2 separate regions of the Gossypium hirsutum genome follow, and region 1 is linked to region 2. The links are chromatin contacts, called in public Hi-C maps. All regions are on one chromosome and are shown on one strand. Each heading gives the region's core, a stretch centred on a gene start, on an enhancer-like site or on the middle of the called end of the contact. The rest is flanking DNA. Distances are from core to core; before and after follow the strand shown. Region 1 holds the start of LOC107922874. Region 2 holds the start of LOC107945949 (polypyrimidine tract-binding protein homolog 2).

Region 1 (4,582 bases), core at 634-3,133, 280 kb after region 2:
GAAGATGAGAATGGTTTGTAGGTTCTCAAACTGGGGAGATGATGCAGGTTGCTTTGAAGCATTTTGGTGATCTCTATACGGCTTCCGAATCTGATGGTGATGACCAACTGCTTGGTCTCGTTGAGCAAAGGATCACAAAGCGCATGAATTATGAGTTGCTAAAACCTTTTACTGAGGATGAAATTTGGCAAGTGGTGAAGACGATAGTGCCCCTTAAGGCCTCAGAAATTGACGGGTTTCCAGTAATGTTCTATCAAAGGTATTGGCATCTTGTTGGGGCTGAAATTTCTAGCTATTGCTTGTCTGTTTTAAAAGGGGAGATTGATATGGGCGAAATCAATAAAACCCACCTAGTGTTAATTCCAAAAGTTGAGAAACCAAAAAATCTCTTTCAAATTCATCCTATAAGTTTATATAATATGATTTATAAGATTATTACAAAAGTTTTGGTGGATCGGATAAGTATAGCGCTGGGTTACTGTATTGATAAAGCTCAAGGGGCTTTTATACTAGGAAGACACATATCGGATAATGTTTTAATCGCTTATGAGGTCTTACATTCCTTTAAAATAAAGAAACGGAGTAAATAAGGGAATTTTGCACTTAAACTCTATATGAGTAAAGCGTACGATCGAGTTGAAAGAGACTTTATGGCTGGTATGATGTCTAGGTTGGGTTTCCAACCTGATTGGATCGTTCTTATCATGCGGTGCGTTTGTTCAATTACCTATACTATAGGCATTAATGAGGGTATTAGTGAAGGCTTTTCTCTGACACGGGGGTTGCGACAAGGTGACCCGCTCAGCCCTTAGCTTTTCTTAATCTGCACTGAAGGTCTCTCTCTATTGCTGAATGAGGCAAAACATAAAAATCTGATGAGGGGAGCTCCGATTGGAAGGGAAAGATTTGCGATTAATCACTTGTTGTTTGCGGATGATTGCATTCTTTTTGGTGATGCTTCGGAGGATGGGGCTCATATAGTTCGTAATATAATCATGGAATATGAATTAGTTTCAGGGCAACAAGTAAATTTTGATAAATCACTTATTTACTTTAGAGCAAGTGTGGGCCGACATGAGAGGGATCAAGTCACCAACATTCTGGGAGTGCAGGTGGTCACAAACCCGGAGAAATATTTGGGCTTACCAATGATGGTTGGGAAAGGAAGAGATGGGCTTTTGTAAATTTTGTGGACAGATTCAGAAATAGGATTGAGAGTTGGAGTCTCCGGTACCTTTCGATGGGGAGTAAGGAAGTATTCATCAAGGAGGTGTTACAAGCAATTCCTGTCTACGTTATGCAATGCTTTGCTTTACTAAAACCTTATGTCAAAAGTTAGAAGGTATTTTAAACAAATTCTAGTGGTCTAATAGTAAATCAACTAAAGGTATTCGTTGGAGTACTTGGAGTGAACTATGTACTTCCAAAGCTGAAGGCGGGCTGGGATTTCGGGACCTCTTTTTGTTTAATAAAGCTCTACTTGCTAAGCAAGTTTAGCGACTTTTATCCCAACCCGATTGTCTTTCGGCAAAATTTTTTAAGCTCGTTATTATCCTTTTACTAATATTATGTCAGCTAAAGTTGGTTCTCACCCCTCCTTTTCCTGGAGAAGCATATGCAGTGCTAGGGAGTTGATTGCGGATGGCTTACTTTGGCGAATTGGCAGTGGTGAGACTGTGAATATCTAGAATGATCCTTAGCTGCCTGGTCCTGGTAATAGTGGATTATTAATTCAGAATATTAGTACTCATTGGTCTACAGTGAACCATTTAATTGATGAAAATCCGGGTACCTAGAACAAAGACGTGATCTGCAGGATTGTTGACCAATAACAAGCTAGACGCATTTTCAATATTCCCCTTGCAAAGTTCAGAGCTCAAGATATGTTGGTTTGGCATCATGATGCCACCGGGGAGTACTCTGTGAAGAGTAGGTATTGGGCTTTGGTTACAAGAAAATTTCAGCTGTCTGAATACAACTCGAATACTACAAACAATTACAAAAAGTTCTACAAGTTACTTTGGGATATACTTCCTTCTAAAATTAAAATACACATGTGGCGGTTAATTAAAGATTATGTGCCTCATTTTAATAACTTAATCAAGCGAAGTCTAAGAGTTGTCAATGTTTGCCCTCTGCGCAAGGAGGCTCCGGAGGATCCTGACCACTTATTGTGGTTTTGTGGTGCATTACGGCAGCTTTGGCAGTCTCTAAATCTCTCGATTGATCTCAGCAGGAATACCTCACATTACAAAAATCGATTAGTAAGCATTTTTATTGCAACTGATGAGGGTACCAAAAAATTGTTAATCATTTCTTTTTGGGTCCTTTGGTTTAAACGAAATAAGATGGTATGAAGGTCTCAATTTCTCTATGCAGGATCTGTTAGGTTTTGTTCAGTGCATAAGAGTTGAGTTTGAGTAAAGTTTCTGTTTTTTCTCTTAGATCTTAAGTGACTGAGTTCTAGTGACCCCCTAATACTAGGTTTATCAAATTAAATTTTGATGCCTCTTTTAATGGTGAATCTAATACCTTTATTGCGACTGTTATAGCCCATAATGATGTGGGTCAAATAATGGGTGCATGTACTTACCCTTATGTAGGCGTTGCAGATGCTTTTGTTGCAGAAGCTAAGGCTTGTGAACGAGCGCTCCTCTTCGAGATTGATATGGGTTTCAGGATGGTTATTTTGAAAGGGGATTCCTTAACGATTATCAAAAAACTTAAATCTAAAAGGGAGGATAGATCCATTCTCAGACCAATTTCTCAGAGTATTCAGATGCTAGAGGGTTATTTAGAGGAAGTGGCTTACCATTTTGTCCCAAGAGATGTTAATAGGGTGGCGCATACTATGGCTTTGGAGGGGCGTAGACGACTATCTCCATGTTTTTAGGTTGAAGAGGCACCAGATTCTGTCGAAGAATTGGTAGCAGAGGACTGGTCTGTTTGGCTTCGTCAATGTTGAGGGGGTTTTGTTGAGCTTTGAAGTTTGGAGAAGGTTCCTTGAATCTCCAATAATTGGTTTTTCAAAGCTGGTTCCTTTCCCGTTTTAGCTACGATGGTTTTTCTATTGTTCAACGAGAAGGTTTTGGCTGGTATTCTTTGTTGGATGTTCTTTTGGGGATTGTTTTGTGGTTTTCGTTTATGGTTTTTGGTTCTCTGTGTGCTTTCGTTTTCCTATTTTGTTAGGTAGTTTCTGTTTTGTTGTCTTTTCATTTTCTTTGGGGCGTTGTTTGGTCAGTTATTTTTTGAGCTAATCCCCTTATTAATGAATTCTAATTTTCAAAGAAAAAAAATGGCTAATGCTATGGAAAATCATACCTAGTATGTTATGTACAGTAGCTTTTATTAAAAACTAAAAAGATGTTGAGAAATCAGAGCCGTTGATTTTTTTCATTGGTTCGTGTTTGTGTTACATTTTTTAGCTCACCTCAGCAAAAAGCATTTTAAGTTTTAACTAAACTAATTAGATTTTCTGCTCAACTTGATCAGTAAGGAACAGAAATTTTTTTTTTATCAAAATTGTTGTAAAAAGCAAAACTTATGTGCTACCCTGCTTGATCCATTTGAAGACCTAGATATCTTTATCCACATGTAACACTAAATCGTGAGACCTAGAGCAAAGGATGTACACCTCATCAGCATGTTACATTATCCGCATCAAAATATTGGTCTCCCGCAAATGCTGGGTAGACATAAAAAACTGGTAATCGGCAGCTTTTGTTCATCATGAAGTTGCATAATGGTTTTGCAGCACATATTTTACCACTTCATAGATCGAAATCACAATCCCAACTGAAGGGCCAGCACGGCTAAGACGAGGACCAATTCCTGTAAAAAGACCCCTCATCCCTCCATCCCTGTTTCAAAGAAAATACGGTAAGGAAACCCTCATCCCAAATTAAACAAGTTGTTTTAACTCAAATCTCTCAACGAATTGGTTCTCACATACAATGCAGCACAACCAAATATAAATTTAAAAAAAAAAAAACTCATGCCAGTAGCACAACCAAACAAATAAAAGCAATGAAATCCATTAACACCAAAAACAGAAAAATATTCTCGAGACTAACCTAGGGGTGTAAACGAGATATCTCGCTTGAAAGCTACTCAGATTTGACTAAAAAAAAGCACTTGAAATCAATTCAGCCATTCTTAAGCTCAAGCATCTCAAGCTACCAAGCAAGTCGAATTCAAATATCCTAATGCTTAAATCAAATAACTTGAGAGTCTAATGGAGCTTTGTTATTTTTAATTATACATTTTTATTTTAATTAGTATTCACAATTTCAGTTCAAGAGCGCAGCATAAATGAGTTTGAATTTATTTTTATTAGGTAAACAAGTTGAATCGAACCTGAATGAGCTCGAGCATCTCAAATTTTATCTCAAATCATGTTCGAGCCCTCAAAGTGATACTCTAGTGAGCTCAAGCCAAGCTCAAGCTTCTTACAACTTAAACCCAGCTCAGCTTGATTCTACCCCTAAACTTATCCAAGCAAGGCTTCAAACAGAAATATAATCAAGTTTGATTCCAGTCCTACCACCATATTAGATGTAATTGTTTTTCAAGCATAGTGCCG
Region 2 (5,143 bases), core at 86-2,585:
TTAAAATTTAGTAAATGTAAATTTTAAATTATGAAAATTTTATTTTACATTTTCATCTTTAAATTTGTTAAAGCATTTCAAGTTAGTTTAAACAAAGCAAAAGTTTAAATGTGAAATGTTTAAAAGATAATGCCAAAAGAAATAAATTAAAATAAAATTTTCTTCAATAAGATATTGTTTACTTATTATTTTCACATTTTTATAAAAGAAAATTATATTAAGTGGTTTTGATCATCATCATAAATTTTGTTTATAAATTTAAATAACTGAAAATGTTAATTTTGAGTTTTTTTTTTCAATGGGGAATTAGGTTTTAGTATTGTTGGTTAAGATGGAGTTTTTAGGTTTTGGGTATTCGTGTTCAAGCTTTGTCATGTGTAATTGCGATATGTGAGGTTTCAGTTTCAACATATTTATCTACCATGGATGGGATTTATTTTATTTTTTTTATTGATTGTGCTTCATAATTGGTTTAATTTTACATTGTATTTGTTTGGACATATATTTATACTTGTATTGTATTTATATTTGTAATAGTTAAACTTAAATTCTATTTTTTCTTAACGGGTTAATAAACTTTATTTAGAGCCATAAACAATGTTAAATAGACAACTTTTGAAATGAAAAATGCTTTTGTACCTAAACTCAAAAGCATTTTTAGTTTTTGGATGTGGGAAAAATACTTTTGGAGTCAAATGACTTATGTATTTTAAGTAATATTTAAATTACCTATACAATTATTTTCTTATCAAAGTTTATTTCAAATATATAACATTATATATTTAAATATGTAATTATTATACTTTAATATTTAAAATATAATTTATATATTCAAATTAAATTTTTACAAATAAATAATCATTAATAGTAATTAATTTAAAAATATTCATCATTTATATTTTATATATCAATAATAAGTTATAATAAATCATTTTTAAATTCTTATTGAAATATAATAATGTTAACTAATTTGAATATTATTTAAACACAAATTTTTATTTTATAGTATTATGTCTAATATGAACATTTTATTTCTTAAAAATAATTTTTTAAAATAATATTAAAAAATTAAATCTGAAATTAAAATATTTAAAAATATTTTTCAAAAAGAATTTTTCTAAATATTAGTATTTTTCAAAAGTAGTCGTAAATAATTCTCCAGTTGCACGTTTTTATATTCCACAGCAACGTGGGCACCAAAGTTTAAGAATCCGAAGACGCTGCCTTAGTGGCCAAAAGGCCCAAAACGAAAAGAAAAACCGCTGCCTCGGGTCGGGTAAAGTCCGGTCCTTTCGTTTCTCAAGAAAAGTAATATAAGAAGGGAAAATACAATCCAATCCAATCTCTCCTTCCCGAATACATAACGCCCATCGGCGCCAAAAGCCCAGGACGATGCCCATCCCTTAATAAAACCAAAACGAATTTAATGAAAGACGGAAAATCTACCATACCAATTTATCTCAAATTCCTTGAAGCCCTAACTTAACGAACTTCAGAAGTTTCCACGGATTTTCTCATTAGTTTCTTTTTGTTTTCAGGTTTATTTTATTCCCTTAATTTCATTGCATTTTCCTGGTTTTGATTGATCTATGTATATATTTCGATTTTGAATTAAACATATATATTTTTTGGCATCTAGGGTTTCTGATCTGTCTTCTCTTGCCAAAAATTTTTAGAGGGGTTGATTTCCGACCGGGATGGCCTCGGTATCAAGTCAGCCGCAGTTCCGTTACACTCAACCCCCATCTAAGGTGCTGCATTTGAGAAACTTGCCATGGGAGTGTACGGAGGAAGAGTTGATCGAGCTGGGGAAGCCATTTGGTAAGGTCGTTAACACCAAGTGCAATGTTGGAGCCAATCGTAATCAAGCTTTCATTGAATTCGTAAGTTTAATCAGATTTTTTTTTAAAATTCTGGTCAAATTTCTTCCACCATATTAATGAAGTTAGTAATTAAATATATGTTTTTGTTTACCCTTCTTAGGCTGACTTGAATCAAGCTATTGCCATGATATCGTATTATGCTTCATCTTCAGAGCCTGCTCAAGTAAGGGGTAAAACGGTCTACCTGCAATATTCTAACAGGCAAGAAATTGTAAACAACAAAACGACTGCAGATGTTGCCGGGAATGTACTGTTGGTAACAATCGAAGGTCAAGATGCACGGCTTGTTTCCATAGATGTATTGCACTTGGTAAGGATGGCGTATGTCTCTTCTCCTTTTTGTTTAGAAGGGTGTGAAGTTACTATTTCTAAGTTGTTGTTTGATATGATTTCATGTAATAACTAGGGTTGTGTAGTTTTTGTCACGCTCTTTTGGAGAAAAGCTTTTGTGTTTTGACATGAGTGTGAATGGATCAGCAGGATCATGTCAAGGGAATAATCTCCAATGGCAGCTTAGTGCATCGTGAGAAAGAGAACATGTGTGTTTGTCTCCTTTCTCCTTTCCTTAACACTGCCTCTCTCTTCCTTACTCTTCCTTACTTACCTCCTATTCCTACCATTTAGGATTTGTTTTTCATTTCTTCTTCATGTGCATCATCCATCACCCTTGGACTTTTTAGATGTTTGGTGTCACTATGTTTTTTGTTTGTGCTGCTACTGCCAATGAAGTTTGTGCTCCATTTACATTTTTTTTTTGCATATATGGTCTGTATTATATATTTGTTCGATATAATAGTTGCTAGTTTTGCTGAGTGTCAAAATCGTCACTCCTCATTGAACATGAACAAGGTAGTAAAGTGCTTCAGATTTCTTGGCTATGTGAAGCAATGTCCAAACAATTGTCTAAGACCCTGAATTGATGGTAGCATTGAGGGAGGTGCATGCTTTGGTGCATAAGGCACTGTCTTATTAGAACAAAAGGTGCTTAAGGCAAGTGCCTCCCTGAATTGGTAGTTCTTTTTAGAAACTTTGATTAGGCAGCCAATCATCCATGTAACAGGCTTTGGTTCTTGTCCATTGTGCCCTTTATTCACAGAATTGGACTGTCATCATCATTAGCTTGTGAAAGATTGAAAGATCCTTCTGTCTGTTTCTGCTCATGCTAACATATTTATCTTTCCCCATTTTGGGATAAAACTTTATTTATAATTATTAATATAAGCTCTCAATGATATAGGAGTAATATGAGGCAGCTAGTTGTCACAGTCTCAGTTTTCTCTTTTTATTTTCTATACATCTGTTTTTAGGAGTTAATTGTTTGCCTGGATATAGTTCTACTAAAAAACCAGGTTATTTATCTTAGGTACGTTCCAACTTTTTATAGAGATGAGTGGTCTATGTATATATTTGCGCTATATACATGCATATATAAATATATATCAAAATCTTTTACAATTAGGTGCCTATCGTTAGTCCTCAGTTAGTGGTATCTTCTTTCTGCCTGGGTTTAGCCTGATTCTGATTCTAGAATCTGGTGCTTATAGCAACTTTTGCCTTTGACATCCTCCTTCATGGGCTTTAATGATTAAAATCCTAGAGCAATTAATATCTGTCCCCTAGTCTGCAGTTTGCTGCAATTTATTTGAAGCAGGTAGAGACTGGAGATTTACATTTTATCCTTAGGGAAGAATGGTGATTGAATTAGTTTCTTAACTTATAAGTTGAGAGAATTGTTATTTTATAGAACTTGATAAAAAATGAAATTTGAGCAGTCTGATCTGTAGCCTGGTTTTATTTGTAAATTTCTGAGGTTTCATAGAACTCCTTCGTTGGTTTTTTCATCCTCACTCTTTTCATCTTTTGCGGCGTTCCACCATCCCGGTGAAATTAATTTAGCATGTACTGATCTTGTCAATTTCCTTGTAAAATCTGAGTTTCTCAAACTGTAGTCTGTTAATAAGTTCTATTGTTGTCTCCATGCTGAATGTTGTGGATATGTTAACTTATCTCTATTCCTTATTTTCTGGCAAACCTTTTACAGAACTGAAGATCGGAATTGCTTTTTGGAGTGCTTTTGCTTGATTTTTGTTAGTTCATCTTTGTTAAAAGTATTAAATAATGCAGGTATTTTCAGCTTTTGGATTTGTGCATAAAATTACTACCTTTGAGAAGACAGCTGGATTTCAGGTCAATGAATTAAATTTTCTTTTGGTATCTGTTGTTTTTTTTGGCTTTTTAATTAAGCTCAGTATATATCCTGCTTTTTATGTAGGCTTTGGTGCAGTTTTCAGATGCAGAAACAGCCACATCTGCAAAAACTGCCTTGGATGGACGAATCATCCCTAGGTGACGGTTGTATTAATTGTTAGACACGGTATTTAGTCCAACCGTAATGGACCATTTAGCTTTAGATGTGGTCCACTTACATTGAGCACATATTTCTATTGGGCCCTTGAACTTTTGGCAGATTGTTCCTGTTAGGTGTTACAACATCCTCACATATTTGGATTGTTTTAGTTCTTGATAAAGCATAGAGACAACTCACTGATTTAGAATTATAGTCCAAGCGAGGGTTGTAATTTTGCAGCTTATGTTCCTTTTGTTTTTGAAGGTTTTCATGCACATTGTACTCATTTTGTCCTGGGTTTTCAGGTACCTGCTTTCTGAAAATATATCTCCATGTACACTTAGGATTACTTATTCTGCTCATCCAGATTTGAGTGTGAAGTTTCAGAGCCACAGAAGCAGGTTTCCTTTATCTCCTCTTTGTATCTGATTCCAGATTGTAATTATTTTCCTGGCAGATAGTAATTTTATTATGTACATCATTCATCTCTTACATGTGTTGCTTCACCCTTCACTGGGGTGTGCAACTCATCTATCTGCTAGTGTTATCCATTTTTCACTATTTTATAGTAATTGTACATATTGTTTGCCCATTTCTTTCAGAGATTATACCAATCCCTATCTTCCTGTCGCTCCTTCGGCTATAGATGGAAGTGGCCAGGTAAAGAACATACTATTAACAATTGTGTCTCTTAACAGCAGTTAGAATTTTCATTTGTTCTCTGTGAATTATTTATGATACAGTTTCTTAGATCAGAAAACCTTAGTTTTGATCCATGTCACTTCCCATAAAATTTTTAAAATACTTGTGTTTCTCATCAAGGTGTTTCATGCATCAAGATTTTTATACTAGAGAGTTCAATAATATTGCTGCGTTACTGCACTGGACTCGGTAGTGTTTGTTATTTTTTTTA

The links. A called contact is a pair of places that touch in the nucleus more often than the background predicts.
Region 1: a Hi-C map of leaf shows a contact between it and region 2, with 4 times the contacts expected there. The contact joins the promoter of LOC107922874 here to the promoter of LOC107945949 in region 2. A contact is called at or near these places in 4 of 34 Hi-C or Micro-C datasets (all in leaf).

What each region holds. Positions count from the first base shown.
Region 1 is chrA08:50,711,868-50,716,449 of Gossypium_hirsutum_v2.1, forward strand. It overlaps LOC107922874, which reads left to right and starts at 1,884. Exons shown (of 2, transcript XM_041075408.1): 1 at 1,884-2,264; 2 at 2,613-3,273. The coding sequence starts at 1,884. The coding sequence ends at 2,693. It also overlaps the pseudogene LOC107922795.
Region 2 is chrA08:50,434,378-50,439,520 of Gossypium_hirsutum_v2.1, forward strand. It overlaps LOC107945949 (polypyrimidine tract-binding protein homolog 2), which reads left to right and starts at 1,336. Exons shown (of 11, transcript XM_016880144.2): 1 at 1,336-1,538; 2 at 1,640-1,883; 3 at 1,984-2,193; 4 at 2,364-2,422; 5 at 4,008-4,070; 6 at 4,536-4,631; 7 at 4,833-4,890. The coding sequence starts at 1,698.